Regions from separate parts of the Danio rerio genome. Here region 1 is linked to region 2. A link is a contact called in public Hi-C data. All regions are on one chromosome and are shown on one strand. Each heading gives the region's core, a stretch centred on a gene start, on an enhancer-like site or on the middle of the called end of the contact. The rest is flanking DNA. Distances are from core to core; before and after follow the strand shown.

Evidence for each region. A called contact is a pair of places that touch in the nucleus more often than the background predicts.
Region 1: a contact with region 2 is called in a Hi-C map of hematopoietic stem cells, with 2.8 times the contacts expected there. The contact joins the promoter of ywhaqb here to the promoter of LOC137488117 in region 2. A contact is called at or near these places in 3 of 18 Hi-C or Micro-C datasets (caudal fin, hematopoietic stem cells and an unstated tissue) and 1 of 4 datasets of contacts at active chromatin or transcription factors (gastrula embryo).

The regions. Positions count from the first base shown.
Region 1 is chr17:34,203,479-34,206,868 of GRCz12tu, reverse strand. It overlaps ywhaqb (tyrosine 3-monooxygenase/tryptophan 5-monooxygenase activation protein, theta polypeptide b), which reads right to left and starts at 1,817. Exons shown (of 6, transcript NM_201484.1): 1 at 1,756-1,817.
Region 2 is chr17:34,062,297-34,065,410 of GRCz12tu, reverse strand. It overlaps LOC137488117, which reads right to left and starts at 1,421. Exons shown (of 3, transcript XM_068214611.2): 1 at 775-1,421; 2 at 543-598. The coding sequence starts at 1,176. It overlaps dhx32b (DEAH (Asp-Glu-Ala-His) box polypeptide 32b), which reads right to left. Exons shown (of 12, transcript XM_073928662.1): 12 at 1,643-2,712. The coding sequence ends at 2,532.

The DNA of each region.
Region 1 (3,390 bases), core at 568-3,067, 140 kb before region 2:
CTCAAACCTTCTTATCTAGTTACTTATTAGAAACCTGTTTTTTTAAATACAGTGTTAAATATTTTTTGTCGTAAGATATATTGCACCAAAATATATAGCAATAAACTATTTTATTGTCATTATAAGACCATTTTTATGACACTCATTATAAAATGCCAGAATGACAATATAATATTATCAAATTCTTCCAAAGAATAATATTTGATTCTTAAGAATATTTAATCCTATTAGAGGCATTTTAATAATGTAATAAATAGACATTGGAATAAGATTGTGAAAAGTCAAATCCGACAAGAATAATAATAAATCCTAACAAAAAAGTGCAACGTAAAAACACGCTTTTTAACCATACTGACACCTCAAATAGAGATAGAGATGTTGCACAATCTGTAACAATGTTGCTAGAATTGGGTATGTATGGGCGATATATATTGCATCACCTAAAATTATTGAGGTCATGTCCATATGTTTTGCGATAAATCGATATATTGATTAATGTGACAGGGCTAGCCAAATGCCTTGAAAAACAACAACAACATGTGAATCTTAAGGAAATCTCCCATCTAGATATTTTTTTCTAGGTATTTAGCAATAATTAGCTTACTTCCGAGAAGCAAAAGGCGGTAGATGCCACATCAAAGCACACGCAAACATTGTTGCCATCAACTGTCGTAACGATGCAATCAGTAATGCATGAAGCAGATTTCAAATGACTCAAAAGATTCGAATCACTGAAATCAAGCTTTCTCCGTGAATCTTACATTTACATTACCTACACACATACTAGAAACACGGAGATCAGCTAAGACGAGTGGATGCGATTTAAATCCTAGCGAGCTGCCTGCCAAAACCGCATTTCCGACAGACACGCATTGCTGTCTAGGTAGCCAGCTCACTAGATTTGAAGACACGGACAGGGTGTGTATGAATGCAAGTGTGTGTGTGCAGCTTAACACATCTGTGTCAGTGTGATCCATACAGCCCAGCCCTGTTCACAAACACACACACAAACATGCGCACACACACACACACACACACACACACACACACATATATATATATATATATATATATATATATATATATATATATATATATATATATATATATATATATATATATATGCGTATTTTAATGTCAAAATAGGGGATTTTATTTATGTATATATGTAAACGTATAATTTTAATGTCAAAATAGGACATTTCAGTTTAGCACACCGATGAAAATCATACCGAGTCAATATGAATCAATGAAATCCAGCCTGATTTCCGTAGCAATGAGGTTTCTCGTTCTACAATGCGTTTTTTGCCAAACAAATGCGCACGTTAAGACTTAATATTAGTTTATAACACCAATACAACCCTATCTAAATCAACGTTTAACAAAATCGTATTGAAAAAGCATGTTTTAAAAAAACGTTTCGACGACCCGCCTTAAACAGCGATGGGTCTCATCTTGTCCAACACATATTATAATTTTAGCCAACACATATTAAGCAAATATGCATTCTAAGGACGCAAGTATCGCACACCAAATGGAAATACATGTTTACTACAATGTAATAAGCAAATCAACCATTTTTTTCCTGATCGATATGGACGCAGTTTGGCAGCCCCTCCTGCCTCTCAACCGACCAGCGCGGTTTTACCGATTACGCCGTCCAATGAAACGATATAAACCACACATAAGAACATAAGCTTAAATAATAAACACACATCATACTCTGTGGCTTAAACACATTAAATTGCACCTCACCTCGCAATCTATAGTTGGCTCCACCGGATTGATAGCCTTTGAGCTTGGATGGTTAGGAAAAAAAATGTAGTAGAGAAAGACAATCGAAAGTGTTACCACAGAACGTCGCTAATCCCGCCTGTCAGCCAATCAGAGGCTGCGTTTACCGCCTGTCACTCGTTGTTCTTTTCGCGATCGTCCAATAGCTGATTAGCGCGGGGAATGGAGGCGGGCCTGTGCCAATGCGTTCGGTTGCCCAGTAGACTCTGACTTGAAGCCACGGGGTTTCCTCCAATTAGAGCAAGGGGGATGACGTCACTATTGCTATGGTGATTCCCCCCTCCTCCTCCTGCTCATCCCAGCATCACCATCAGCATCATGATTGGGAAGTGGATGCAGCAGCAGCAGATCCAGCTTTCCTACCGAGACCCAAATACCAGCTCTCATTAATCAGATCGCTGAGATAATTGCTTTGCTTCTTCATTTAAAGGCTGGTTGACTTTCTACAGGATGTGTTTCATGTTTACGAGAATGTACTGTGTTCTGCTTGCTGATAAGATGATTCAAGCACAGATTTAAGGTTAAGTCTGAATTCTGAACAAACACACACATGCATACACGCGCACACACACGCACGCGCACACTGTACATACACCAGAGGCTGTTCTGCATTATGAATATATAAAGGACATAACAAGGTTGTCACTGCAACCTATTTAAGTGTGACTTTATTTGGAATGCAACAAGCAATAAGTATATTTTCTGAAATTATTAACCAGTAACTTCATATTACAATATAAATTATGCATGCGTATGGGCTTATTATTAAAATGCAAATTCATTAAGTGGCATCAGTTCACTAGAATGTGGCCAGTGACGCATTCATGTTGCTATGCAACAAAAATAACAGCCTGCTATAGAGTGTTAGTGCAGAGTGCTGCTTCTGAATGTATTTTTCCCATTCTGTTGTTTCCTTTTGTTAAAGCATTATAAGCACTGAACCAAATCAACAAGCTACAAAGAGAAGCACAACATTACGAACTTTGATATCAAGCAGAAAATCAGACCAATAAACTAATTATTTGCTTTAGTGGGGGAAAGAACTATAGTCTCATGAAGCATTTTGAATGACATAATTGCATTAGAAATATTAGAAATTAGTTGTGGCAAAACAAAATGTCAAGTTTCTCACAAATGTGCATTTTTGCATTATTTTTTTGTTATTATTGTATTTAGGCCAATTTGCGGTGCTTCGAGGGAATAAGAGGACCTAAAAAACTGTTTCTGCCCCTCTTTTTCTTATTTCTGTCTTTTTTCTTTTCTTTTTTATGTATTTAACCTATAGAAGAGTAACAAACAGGCTCTATTTCTGTTGTTAAACATATAAACACCAAGGCTAGGACCATCAAATAAATAAATATGAATAACTAAATAAATAAATAGGGCAGCATGGTGGCGCAATGGGTAGCACATTTGCCTTACAGCAAGAAGGTCGCTGGTTCAAGCCTCGGCTGGGTCAGTTGGCGTTTCTATGTGGATTTGCATGTTCTCCCTGTGTTCACATGGGTTTCTTCCGGGTGCTCTGGTTTTCCCCACAAGTCCAAAGACATAGGCTTTAGATGAATTTGGTAAGCTAAATTGACTAGTTTATGAGTG
Region 2 (3,114 bases), core at 172-2,671:
CACACAAACGTTTTCTTTTAGCTTGATATTATTGTGATTTAACCACTGAAGGCATGTGGTCTGTTTTGAGAATTTTTTGGTATTTTTATCTCAATGAGTTCGCAACTTTGCTGTCTATGAAGGACGAGGAAACTCTCTGGGTTACAGTAAAATATATATATATTTTTTGTTCTAAAGATGAACTAAGGTTGTGGGGGGCTGAAATGACATGAGGGTGATAAAGAAAAGTGAGAATACAAAGATTTTCACTTTCAGTCAACTTCTGAAAATGATCAAATACATTGCTAGACAGTAAAAGACCATAGAATATCATAGTTAAAGTTATGATTACTTTTTTAATATGAATAAATCTTAAATCAATAAATAGTAAAACATAAAATGCACAAATGTAATACATCACTATTTATTCAAGATCAACATTTTAGTTAACATTGCACACCAGTTCTCTGAACGGAACACTGCACTAGACACAACCTAACTGCTTTCAGTGGAAATGATGTGTGTCACTAAGTTGAGATCAATAATTGATGAAATACACTTACTGTGCTGTTGCTGGGCTCTCTGGGTTGGCACAACTCATCTCCTTAGGAGGCCTGACCTGTTCAGAAATCCAGGAAATAGATAGGGATTACTTTCTTAATGACTTAATAGTTTCGAGCCCATTAATTATTCAGTTCACTCAATTGTCAACCGTTGAGTCATTGGTCATGTGGGTAAAAAGATAAGATTTTATTTTCTAGAGAAGTAAAATGTTAAAAGCAACATCAGTCCTACCTTTTCATGAACGTTTGAGGTTGGTTTGTTCACTGGGTTCACTTTATTTTTCTCATGTGTTCTCCTGCCACTGTAAACCTGGTCGTCGACCTGTATTTTGCCATTGTAAAGCCCAGTTGTCTTTGGCATCTTATGGGACGTCCTGTTCAGCGTCAGGTCACACTCTGCAAGGATTCTGTCCATTTCATCCCCGAGGTCTTCGGCTGAAAACTCAGAGTCCTGCCCTTCACTGTTACAATCCGACTGGACTCTTCTGACGGAAAAGCGCCGTTCTGAAGTTTGTCTGTTTGACGGACCAAACAAACGACTTCCATCCCGCTGACTCTCGCTGATGCTGGGGTCCTCTCTCTCTTTATCTGTCACAGGTGCGACTTTTTTCATCCTGCTTTTTACTGTGCCCATATTTCAGATAAAACATTTTTCACAACACTGTTGCCATTTTCTGCATGCACCCACCAAATATCCCAGCAGCTAAACTTTCCAATATGACAAGACGACTCAATAACAATTCATGGGGTAATCAAAGTGGAATCGCGCAAAAAGGATGTTATACTCGAAAAGTCTTCTTTTTATCTTGTTAAATTTAATTCTGCATGGTGTTGCACCCAGCGACGCGACGCAGCAAAAACTACAACGCCCTCATAATCAGAGAACGCATGACGCGTCTGTCAGAGTTGTGTATGACGTAGGCTCTCATCTAGCCAATCAGAGACTTTGTTTACAAACTGGAAGCGTCGCGTTCACCTCTGCCATCTGTCATAATAATATGAGTGAATTGGATCTGTAGTTGTAACAGCTGGCCAACGATAAAATCCAAAAAGTGCAATTCAAGTTTCTCACGACACACAAAAGCAGTTATACACATGAGTAAACGTACAATCTTTTTATTGAATACCCTGTAAATTCACATCCTTTTCAGCATCATCAACACTATCTTACAAACAATAAGAAGCCTAAAATTTAATTTGACAACCTGCTTAGCATAAATAGTAATTGTACTTAAAGTACATGATAATAATAATGTTTGGCTAGTATACAGTATTCAATCAAGTTAAATAAATTCAGTACATTGTTTGTGTTACAAATGAGTGCTTTGTAAAAAAAAGAAAGACAAGAGAATAAAATTATACTAGATTCCATAATAACAATTGTAAAAACAAAATCAAACACTTTTTATATTAAACATAGTGAAACTGAAATTAATATCAAAATATTATATTAGTTGAACGAATACTTAACAAATAAATACATTTACAATGAAAAATAAAAACACTATTGCAAGTCTAAGCCAATGGGAAACAATACAAAAAGAAAGATATTTTTAAATAGTACCAGGAAACTATGCTGATGAGCATGGCTAAATATACATACGCTGAAAAAGGACAATGCTAACTAGTAGCTACAGCTTATAAAAGACATTTTAGACACAATAAAGTCAAACACAGTTGTGCATTGACTACTGCACAGCAGTAGGTTATTTCAATTGCTATTAACTCAGCAAAGTGAAGAAAACTGTATAAACTGCTGTCGCTTAGAAGCATTGTACTGGCCAAACTAAATGGCCCATGGGATTAAATGCAGTAGTCTGCATGATCTTGTCTTTTCATCAATATTGATTAATCAGTCAGACTAATTTGCTCAGTGTTGAGATTCCTCTGTGCCTCAGCACAGTCGCTTGGCTATTGCCAGACCCGCAGGATCTAAGCATCCTGCTTTTTGTCATTGTAACGCAATGGGAAGGTGTATTATTTGCTTAGTTACTGTATAGTGCAGCGCTCGGGGGTCTGCTCTTCAGTGGCAGCACTGCTGGAGTTCTGGCATTTTCTTTTGCCTTTAGATGGAGCAGCAGTACCATGATCTATAGTGTGCTGCAGTAGGTCTTTACTTTCACTAGGTGGCAGGTTGTAAAAGAAGTACTGCGGTGCCATCTGAATGAACCTGTCACAAGAAAACAGAAAAGAAACCATGAAGAAAATATATAAAAGACTTGCTAGCAATAATTAAAAAAAAGTTTAAATTTAAAAAGAACTAGCCATTTATATTAAATTATGATATACTAAAGACATATAACCAAGACATTGGTAACTATTAACAGTTTTAGTCATTATATTATTAATTTAAAATTATATTAAAGATTAAATATTTACTTTTCAAGATATAAGAATTTTTTTTAATTAAAATACTTTCAAAAGACTGTTCTGTAACAAAAAAAGGTAAAATACGGAAGATAATACAAAACAGATCAACTATTTAATTAAGATTTTTTGACAAAACAAAATACTTACTTATTTAATCAAATATTTATTTTATAGACAATTTTCTATGGTATATAAATCCCAG